Regions from separate parts of the Macaca mulatta genome. Here region 2 is linked to region 1. Evidence: chromatin contacts called from public Hi-C data. All regions are on one chromosome and are shown on one strand. Each heading gives the region's core, a stretch centred on a gene start, on an enhancer-like site or on the middle of the called end of the contact. The rest is flanking DNA. Distances are from core to core; before and after follow the strand shown. Region 1 holds the start of MAGED2 (MAGE family member D2). Region 2 holds the start of VCF2 (VCP nuclear cofactor family member 2).

The links. Hi-C and Micro-C count contacts between places; a contact is called where the count stands out from the background.
Region 2: a Hi-C map of fetal cortex germinal zone shows a contact between it and region 1, with 2.8 times the contacts expected there. The contact joins the promoter of VCF2 here to the promoter of MAGED2 in region 1. A contact is called at or near these places in 2 of 14 Hi-C or Micro-C datasets (fetal cortex germinal zone and liver).

What each region holds. Positions count from the first base shown.
Region 1 is chrX:54,644,475-54,649,432 of T2T-MMU8v2.0, reverse strand. MAGED2 (MAGE family member D2) reads right to left here and starts at 1,934. Exons shown (of 12, transcript NM_001257614.1): 1 at 1,863-1,934; 2 at 921-994; 3 at 89-580. The coding sequence starts at 965.
Region 2 is chrX:55,101,483-55,106,092 of T2T-MMU8v2.0, reverse strand. VCF2 (VCP nuclear cofactor family member 2) reads left to right here and starts at 2,575. Exons shown (of 3, transcript NM_001261522.1): 1 at 2,575-2,601. The coding sequence starts at 2,582. All of the region lies in intron 1 of ALAS2 (5'-aminolevulinate synthase 2), which reads left to right.

The DNA.
Region 1 (4,958 bases), core at 685-3,184:
AGGGATCTTTCTAAATGTTTGTAGAACAAATGAACCAACTGAGAGGAGAGGAGTAGAAAACGAAGGGTGGTGACTGCAGAGGTCTTACCTTTCGGGCTTTCTTGGCTTTGACCTTGGGCCGAGTATCCTGATTCTCCTGAGACTGGGCAGCTGCACTCTCAGGCTCAGGTTCATCTGCTGGGGCCTGAGAGGCAGCAGCCTCAGTCTCCTGGGCCTTAGTATTGACCTTCGTATCAGCCACACAGCTGACCTTTTTGGTCTCGGTGGCAGGCATTGTCACAGCCTGCGGGTCAGCATTCTGTTTCTTGGTGTCAGCTGCTAGACTCTTGTTTTCAGCTGCCAGAACCTGGGTATCAGTCAGCTGAGTAGTAGATGAGGCCTGGGTGGCAGGTGCCTCCTGAGCCTCTGGGGTCTTTGAGACCTCTGTGGCCTTTGGGACCCCAGAGGTTTTTGAGACCTTCACATCCTCTGAGACCTCCGGTGCCTTTGAGGCCTTCGGTGTCTCTGGGACCTCCACATTCTGGGTCACTGTCAATAGAGTCTGCATCATCGAGCTACTGTCCTTTTCTGAAGCTTCAGCCTGCAAGAGGAAGCAGGGAAGTTCACAGACCTTCTCCCCACCCCCAACTAAGCAAATGGTTCCAAAATTCCAAGGCCACACTTCTCTGACCTGTACTCGTACCTGCGGTGTGCTCTGACCACCTCAGCCGAACAAGGCCTCCCTTTCCTCTGAGCAAGAACTGAAGGCAGAAGAGGGGCCCGCCCACCTTCTCTCCCTCCCTCCACTGGGCAGGGGGACACCCAGGCAGGAAAGTAGGTGGAGAAGGACAAGGATGGGAGGGGAAGAGCCAAGGGACTTAGGGCAGCAACAAGGGCTGGAGAGGAAAAGCAGCTGGGGAAAGGACAGAAAGAGGCCTTACCTGGAAGCTAGTTAGACCCGCACCACTCTCGCTTGTGTCAGACATGTCTCAATTTGGCCTGGCAAGAGCTGAGCCTGAAGAGGAGAAGGCCTGGGTCAAGTTGAAGCCCACTGAACGTCCTCTCCCCTGTTGTGCCTGGAGGCTGATCCTTACCTTCCGTAGGTCCCCAATTCCAACCCCCTCCACCACCCACAACGACTCCGTTCTCAGATACAGGAATCCAAAGCTTCTAAGTCTCAATTGTCTGCAGCCGCACCCTCCCCTTCTCCAGGAAGATGTGCCAGCGCGGCAGCTCTGAGGACCCCGCCCCTTTTCCCAGTGCACCCCCCACCCAGCCGCAGGTCGATAGAGCGCATGCGCGTCGGCTGCAGGGCCGTTCTCAGCCCCGCCCGCTTTCCCAGCACGAGCCCTTTCTTTGATGTCCACCGTGCACATGCGCATTCAGCAGCTGGCTCGTCTCAGCGCTGGCCCTTCTCAACACGCCCCTTTCAGCGATACATAGTGCGCATGCGCAATGATCGTGGTCTCAGTCTGGCACTCTGCCCCGACACACGCCCCTCTCCAGGTCCGCAGTACCATTCGGTCCCGCCCCCTGCCCAAGAAGCCTTCCTCCAAAATTGTCGCAGTGTCTGGTGGGCCCGGCCCCTCCCCTACTCACGCCCTACCGAGTCCAGTGTCTCTTGGCCCCGCCCTTCTTCCTAACACGCCCCCCTCCAAACAGGCGCATCTTGGTTCCGCCCCTTCCCTATTACACCCCCTCCTCAAATAAATATTGAGCTAGTGATTCCATCTTGGGCCCGGTCAAACCGGGTCCAGTCCCCTCCCTTCCCAGCCGGATGGATCCGGTACGATCCGATCCTCATGACAGGTTTTCTCCAGATCCCAGAGGGTGCGGCCGACCCCTAGCGGGGCTCTCATCCAAAAGCCCGCCCGGCTGCTCACCTCGTCCTCCTACAATTCCCGAGAGCGTCCACTCACTCCAAGCCCCTCCGAAACTCAGAGACTGCCCTCCCTTCTCTAGGCCGGAAGTGGTCCCGCCCCTTTCCGCCTCCCTAGGGGGCCTCCGTCCCAGCCTGTCTGCCCCTCCCCCGCTCCCTGCTCCTCATTCCTTATGCCCCCCTCCGTATTCCCTTAGCCTGGCTCCTTACTCCCTATTCCCACCTCACATTTTCTATTTACTCCAGAATTCCCTCTTCCCATTCCTTACATCCTCCTCCGTGTTACGATTGCACACCCTGCCCCTCAGTATTCCTTAACCCCTCTCTGCATCCCCATTCTCTTCTCTGGATCACTCCCCCTTAGTGTTCCCCTCCCTCCTTGTATTCCTCGTCCCCCTCCCAACATTCCTGGTTCCCCGTTTTTCTCCCCTCCTCCTCCGCTCGTCTCTGCTCCCAGTCTATACAGCCTACCACTTTCTCAGTCGTCCTCATTGCCTACACACCACTCCAGGTCACCTCTGCTTCAGCTGCAGTGGTGCAGTAAGAATTGCTCATCTGCCTGGCTATGGGTTCGAGGGGTCTGGAACCACTCTATGACCTCCATAAAACCCCAATCTCAACGCACCTCACCTTGTCCTCCAGCGAGTTCGGGATGCGTCTGCCTTCTCTAAGTCCCTCTCGAAGTCTCAGCCTCCTGGACTAGAGCTGCAGACAGCCCAACCCAGCCCAGCCCCTTTCCGCAGCCCCCTGCCACCCCCCCTCGCCTTCCTCGGGGGTGGGGCAATGGGGCCCTGCTCAGGGCTGTCTGACGCCAAAGCCCATGTTTATGCCACTGTACCAGGCTCAGTCTGAAACTCTTCCAACCCAAACCGCCTCCGAAAGAAAGTCATTCATTGAATTTATTTTTATATCTTCATTTTTTCTTATTACAAAGGTAATATGTTGTTGTTTTGTTGTTGTTGTTGTAAAAATTAAAACAATGCAGTAATATATAACATACCAATGAAAGGCCACTCTTATCTCCCAGAAATAACCACTATTAACATTTTGCTATCCAGATTTTTTTTCTATTCGTATACTAATTATTCAGGTTCTCTCTCCGACAAATGGTACACTATACATACCTTCTGTTCTGCGACCTGTTTTTTTCCAGTTATATATAAAAAATCTTTCCGTTAGTGCACATTTTTCTAAACAGTTGCATGATCTTTTCTTGTATAGATGTCCCATAATTTATTGAACCAGTCCAGTACACATGTACATTTAGATTGTTTGGGGCACTTTTTTTTTATTTAGGGTATTTTTTGCTAGCTCAAATGCTACAAAAACGTCTTCCATTTTGATAACAAAAGATACAAAATTTGTCAACTTACTCCTAAAAAGTACATGGAATAACGTTCCCACCAGCAATGTCTCTCGTGTACGTGTCACATATTACAAATATTTTTCATGTTATTTATGATAATTTTTGCCAAACAAAAATGTTTAATTATTATGTAGTCAAATATATCCATTTTTCCTTCATCACAACTGGATCCTGCTGCTTGCTTAAAGATGCTTTTCATGTTCCTATAACAATCCCCGTTTTTTTTTCCTTGAAGCACTTTTGTGGCTTTATTATTTACATTTAGATGTTTGATCATTTCAAAATTTATTTTCTATACGGATTCAGCTTGATTACTCTCCAAAATCATAGTCTCTTACCCCTACATCATGTGCAAACTAATCCATCTTTTCCCTCTCTGCTTTGAAATGGCACCTCTATCACATAATAAATTCACATAAGCAATTGGATCTATTCAAGAAAACAAAATAAGATGTAAAATAATAGGAAGTAGACAAATCATCATTAATTACTGGATATATAAATGCAGACCTGGAAAACCCAAGAGCATCAACTAAAAAGTTATTAGAAACCATAATAAAATTCAGCACAACGGTTAGTTGTGGAAATAATATTCAATGCCTTTCCACATATAAATGTAATTCAAATGGACACAAGTCTCCTGCTTTATGTGGTCACCTTTTACTGTGTAAATAACATATCATGAATCCCTATGTTCTATGGATAATTCAAGATAGACACACACACAAATTTCTTGCATATTCAAGGCAGGCTTCTGTTTTCCTGTCTTTTCTCTTTCTCTGAATTGTTGCTTTCTCCAAGTGTGTGATATCAGTTCACCATGTTCTTGCCTCCCAGATTTTCTCCCTTATCCACACTAGACATAGCGCCTCCTTTTCTTCTATTTCTGGCATCTCAAATTCCCAATCCCTTCCAAATCGTGGCAAGTTGGCAAGTTTTGAATGCCAAGATAAGGACTTTGGTCTTGATCCTGAGAACACCCAGGAGTTATTAAAGGATTCTAGGCAAGGATACAGCATAGGTTTGTGTTTTAGAAAGAACACCTAGCTGCTATATGGAGTATGGAATAGGTGTTGTCTTGGAAACAGGGAGAGTACTTATGCCTTTTGTAGTCATCTAGGTAAGCAATGATTGTGCTTTGACCTAGAGTGGTGGCAGGTAGTGAGAAGTGATTGAATCAAGGAGATAGTAAAGAAGTAAAAAGTAATTGGACTTGAGTAACTGAAGACGAGTGGAGTGTCAAAGGGAACTCTTGGCGATCTGATTTGAGAGATTGTGTGAATGGTAACTCCTCTCACTGAGATCAGGAATACTGAAGGAAGAGCGGGTTTGAGGAGCAGGTTAGAGGAGAACTGAACATTGCTTTTAAGGCACCTGTGGCATGTCCATATGGAAATGTACCACAGGCAGTTGAATATACATGTCTGAAGCTCAGAGAAGTGGTCTAGGCTGAGGCTATAGATCTAGGAGTCATCAGTACATAAATAGTTCTTTAATTCATGAGAAAGGGCAACAGCACCCTGGTGAATGCACAGTGCTAGAAGAGACATGGGCCTACGGAAGAGCCCTGCAGCCCAAAAGCACCTTTGGTATAGGTGGAGGAAAAGGAACTCATGAAAGAGATTGATAAGGAGTGACCAAAAAGGCAGAGAGAAAAACAGGAGAGGGCCGGGTGTGGTGGCTCACACCTGTAATCCCAGCACTTTGGGAGGCCGAGGTGGGAAGATCACCTGA
Region 2 (4,610 bases), core at 1,326-3,825, 460 kb before region 1:
TATGATTTTTAAAGCAAAAGTAGGAATGCTTCTGTTCTCAAGATATCGGGATATCAGGACACTCCTGAGTCAGGGTCTGTTCAGTAGAAACATCTAGAAGCTAGAAATACCTAACTTCCTGAGAATGCAGCCAAGCAAGTCCCAGTCTCATTTTTCCTAGATTTTTCCTATTTTTTCAAGATAGAATTGCGCTGCTTCGAACGCCTCTGACAAATCCAGCGCCATGCTTTCTATACAGCCTGCAGAACCATGAGCTAATTCAAACCTCTTTTCTTTATAAATTACCCAGACTCCAGGTATTTCTTTACAGCAATGCAAGATGGTCTGCATTGCTTAGGAGTCTCATGTTGATTGCAGTGTCCTCAGTGGTTTCTGAAGGAAGGCTAACTTATCTCCCAAATCCTGCTGGTGATTCTGATTTGCTCACAATATGTCTGTGGCTGGTGTAACTTGCATTTTTGTCTCTCTCATCTTGGTCAGAATCTGGTACTCCCTCGCTGACTCAGCCTCAGGCCATGTGTGCTGGCTTCTGCAGACCCCTCTGAATCTGGGCTTCATCCTCCCTTCCACCCCTGACCAGGGTTGTCCACTCCACAGCCTCAGCTGCAGGGTAACCTAGTCCCTATCTCCATATCCTCCAGCCCCCGAACCTTCCTCAGAGAATGCAGCCCCTTGGGGTCTCACCTACAACACAGCAGTAACCAAGATCAGCTCTAGAAAACAAAATCCCTCATTTCTAACCATCTATTTGCCCACTTTGTAGAAGATAGCATGATCCAGTAGACATGGAGAATGTGGTGATTCAAGTAAAATGAATGATCATTACAAAAGCTTATTCCTTGAGAATGTGGAAGGGCATGAGATCCAAGTGAAGGATGTTAAGGAAAAAAATTATTCATGACATTTGTTAAAGAACGGTAAGGCAGACTTTATTCAGGACCATCAGGATAGGTGTAGGGACCACTGCTATGGGGTTTTGCAGTGAAGGGAGAGAAACTGGGTTCCACTCCAAATACAACAACGAGAAGTGGGAATTTATAGCCAAGGAGCAGGGTGGGGAGCAATGGATGGAAAATTACTAAGAGGAAACACCAAGGGTAAGGGGGTATTGTGGCTAAATTGAACTAACAGGATTCTTGGTGAAGGTGGGCCAGGGTGACCAGACATCACCTGGGGGATGAGGAACCTAACTGAGATACTGATGATGGGAAATTCTAACTAAACTAACTTAGCAGGATTCTTGCTAAAATTGCACAATGCAGAGACAAACATGGCAGTCTAAAAGTCCCCTGTCCAGGGCTGTCTTCTCCACAGTCTTGGCTGCAGGGTCACCTAGCCCCTAGCTGGGTTAGGCTTCCTTTATGGCACGATCTTTAGCTCTTGAATCAGTCACTTTCAACATCTGCCCCTCCCCACCCCCATCCTCAGGGAATGCAGCCCCCTGTGGTATCACCTACTTAACAGCAAGAACCAGGATGAGCCTAAACTCTAGCACTCCCTTTGCCAACTTTATAGATAATAAAATACAGATAGAGGAACATGATAATTCAGGTGAAAGCATAACTGCAAAAGATGATCCCTTAAGAAGGTGGAGGGTATAGGATCCAGGTGAAGGGCCTTGTCTCAAGTAGGATCCTGTCACTTCCTCCAGGGAAGCAGCCAAGATTACAAGTGCAGGTCCACTGCTGTTGGGAAGCGGTGCGAGTTCCTCTCTGACTGTTTCTGTTTTCTCAAGGGAAAATCAGTGACTATCATGAGAAAATTGGGTGCTGGTGCTTGTGGAGGGATCTTGTAAGTAGACTAGACAGAGAAGGTACACTTGTGGAGGGTGTACATTGATTGTCTACTTGGCGGGGATTGCCAGGAGAGTAGGGAGGAGGCAGAGAGTTAATAGCTTTGGGTAAGCTGGCTAAGGAAGGTTAAATGGTGAGGAACGCGGTTGTGGTTAGTGGAGAGGTGGCCTCCTTGGGGCTGGGGCTGAAGGCTGTGGATGCTGGGGCATTGGAAGAGGGAGCTGTTAGGACAGGATCGGGTGCTGCCCGTTATGAGAGTGGGGGATGCAAGAAATGGCGGTCTTTCCTGAGGCCCAGGGCGTGACCGCGGGCGGAAGAGACTTAGGTGGGTGGGAGGAGAACCCCCCTAAGGACAGAGAGGCGCAGGCCACGGCCTGGTCAGCCCCGGGGGCGCTGAGGTCGCCGAGGAGGATCAGCGGTGTGAGGGCTGTGAGGAGGACAGGGCATGTACCACTTGAGAAGCGTGTTCAGAGGCTGGCTGGGTGGGAGGAGAATGTCCATGGGATTGGCACAGGTCTCGAACATGGGGCGGCTGGGGCAGTCGCGCAGCAGATCCTGACGCTCAGCGGATCGTCCCTCAGGTGTCAGCTCCCAACAGCAGGGAAGGAAGCCTGCGGCAGACCCAGAGGAGACCGGCGCCAACCTCCCCGGGCTCCGATGCACAGGCCCAGAGCCCGTCAATCCTAGGCCAGCCCCGCCCTCCGGGCTGCGTTTGTCCGGCGGCGCAGGAACTTCCTGCGTGGTTGCTATGGTTCCGAGGGCAGGACGATGCGAGGCTGTCCTGTGCTATGGGAGGCTGCCCTGTACGGTAGGTTCGTCGGGGCCTTTCTTGCCGGTACCTGTTCGTTCTCTGGTCCCCACTGTCATCACGCTTTGCTTTCTCAGCCAAGATCTCGCGGCTCGGGGTGGAAACGCAGCGGAGATGTATTTTCTTCCGGGATTGGTGGCGCTCTCATGACCTGCAGGTGACAGTGTTGCCGGGCGGAGCGGCCCTGCTCGCCTCATGCCCCGCCCTTCTTGCTTAAAAAAAAAATGCCGCGAACCCTTCTCCAAAAGAAAATGCTGGTCCTTTGGTTGTCAGTGCCTTACAAGCCCTGGAGGCGGGGGTGAGGTGGGGATGTAGTCCCTTGCGAAAACTCAGTCAGTGGACAATAGCATTCTGTTTTTCAAATTGGCATTTCTTCGGTGAGGCTGCTAGGTACCCTAGCAACTAGTATTTCTATTTCTCTGATTGGTTTAGTCATCTTTCTCCACGTGATACGAGGGTTCTATGGGCCTTTATCAATGTATTCTTTCATTACAAACGTCTCTGAATCTCATGGTAGAAAACTTGGTTAGACTGTTAAAGCGTAATAAAGGAAGCCAATCTTATCCACAGTCCGATCACCCAGCCGTGACCATTAATCATATTTTGTGATAAATTTCCTTAGATGTTTTTCATTCATAAAGTTGTATTTTAAAAAATGAGATTAACATTGTTTCATAATTTGAACATTCTGCTTTTTAAACTCAGCTTCACACTTTGAAAATTCATTTTCATAGTATTAGTGTGTTTTAAAAAAAAATGCAAAGGTATTGTAAGCTGTTGAAAGTTTCAGTAAAACTTGAGCGCAAAGTACTCAAATACTCAAAATACCATGATCAAAGACAAACATCACCATGCTCCCTAATGAAGGCAGGAGCTGTGGCATGTGTTTGTTTCACTCTTTTATCCTGGCACCTGGAGGAGTGCCTAGCACTTAGTGGATGCTCAATAAACATTGTGAAATAAAATAATATTTATATCCAGTCGTTTTTTTTCTTTATATATAATGAATCATGTCATAATGGAGTGTAATACAGCAGCAGTTTTCTACGTGATTTTTTATTCGGCATTTTGTAGTCAGCATTTGCCTATGACATTAAGATATCTTAAAAATCAGTTTTACTGGCCTCAGCCAGTTCAGTTGACAAAGGCCATTTAGCTGGTTGGTAACAAAGGTTGGTAACAGACTCAGGACAAAGCCCAGATCTTTCCAGGTTCGAGGCTCTTTCTTTCATTTCATAATAATCTCACTGAGGCTTCGGTGAGTAAGATGTAGCATAGAATTTCCTTGGTAGATGCGGTGGATGTTTTATTGTTGCTCCATATTTTGATCAGCTGTTAGTATATTGGCTATCTTTTGACAAAGACCCTGCCCTGGATCAATTCATAGAACTGTGATTCTGGAAGGATAGGCATCCTAAGGTTATTTTCTGAAAGGTATGCTAAGGTTATTTTCTGGAAGGCATCCTAAGGTTATTTATTCCAGTGGTGAAAAGCTAGTCAACCTAGCCTGCTGCATTGATTTAGATCATGTAATGAGGAGCTTGCAATATAAAGAAAAATACACTAACTATGAATTTAGGGGCCAAATTACCAACATGCTATTGGAATTAGGGACACAGACAGTTGACAGTAAACAGTATTTATGAAGCAAGCCTGATCTGACTACAAAGGTCTTTTTCTCCCCAAATCCCACTAAAACTGCTTTAGCATGTCTCACATATCTGGGTAAAAGTCACATTTCCTGCCAAAAAAAAAGTGCCTTTTTAGACACTGTACACAAATAAGCTGAATTCATTTATATTGGCAAGTTCTTTATCATAAAGATATTGTTTGATTTGGACATGCAGTTCTTCATTAACTTTTACTTCCTGAAAACTTTCCTGGAGGACCTTGGGCCAAGGCTAAAGAGAGCTTTCCTTCCAGCCTCAGCTCTACCAGCCTTACTCATTTTACTGTCTGAGTCACTGTGCTTCTCTGGGCCTGCTCTTTCCTCAGTTTTAAGAAGAGAG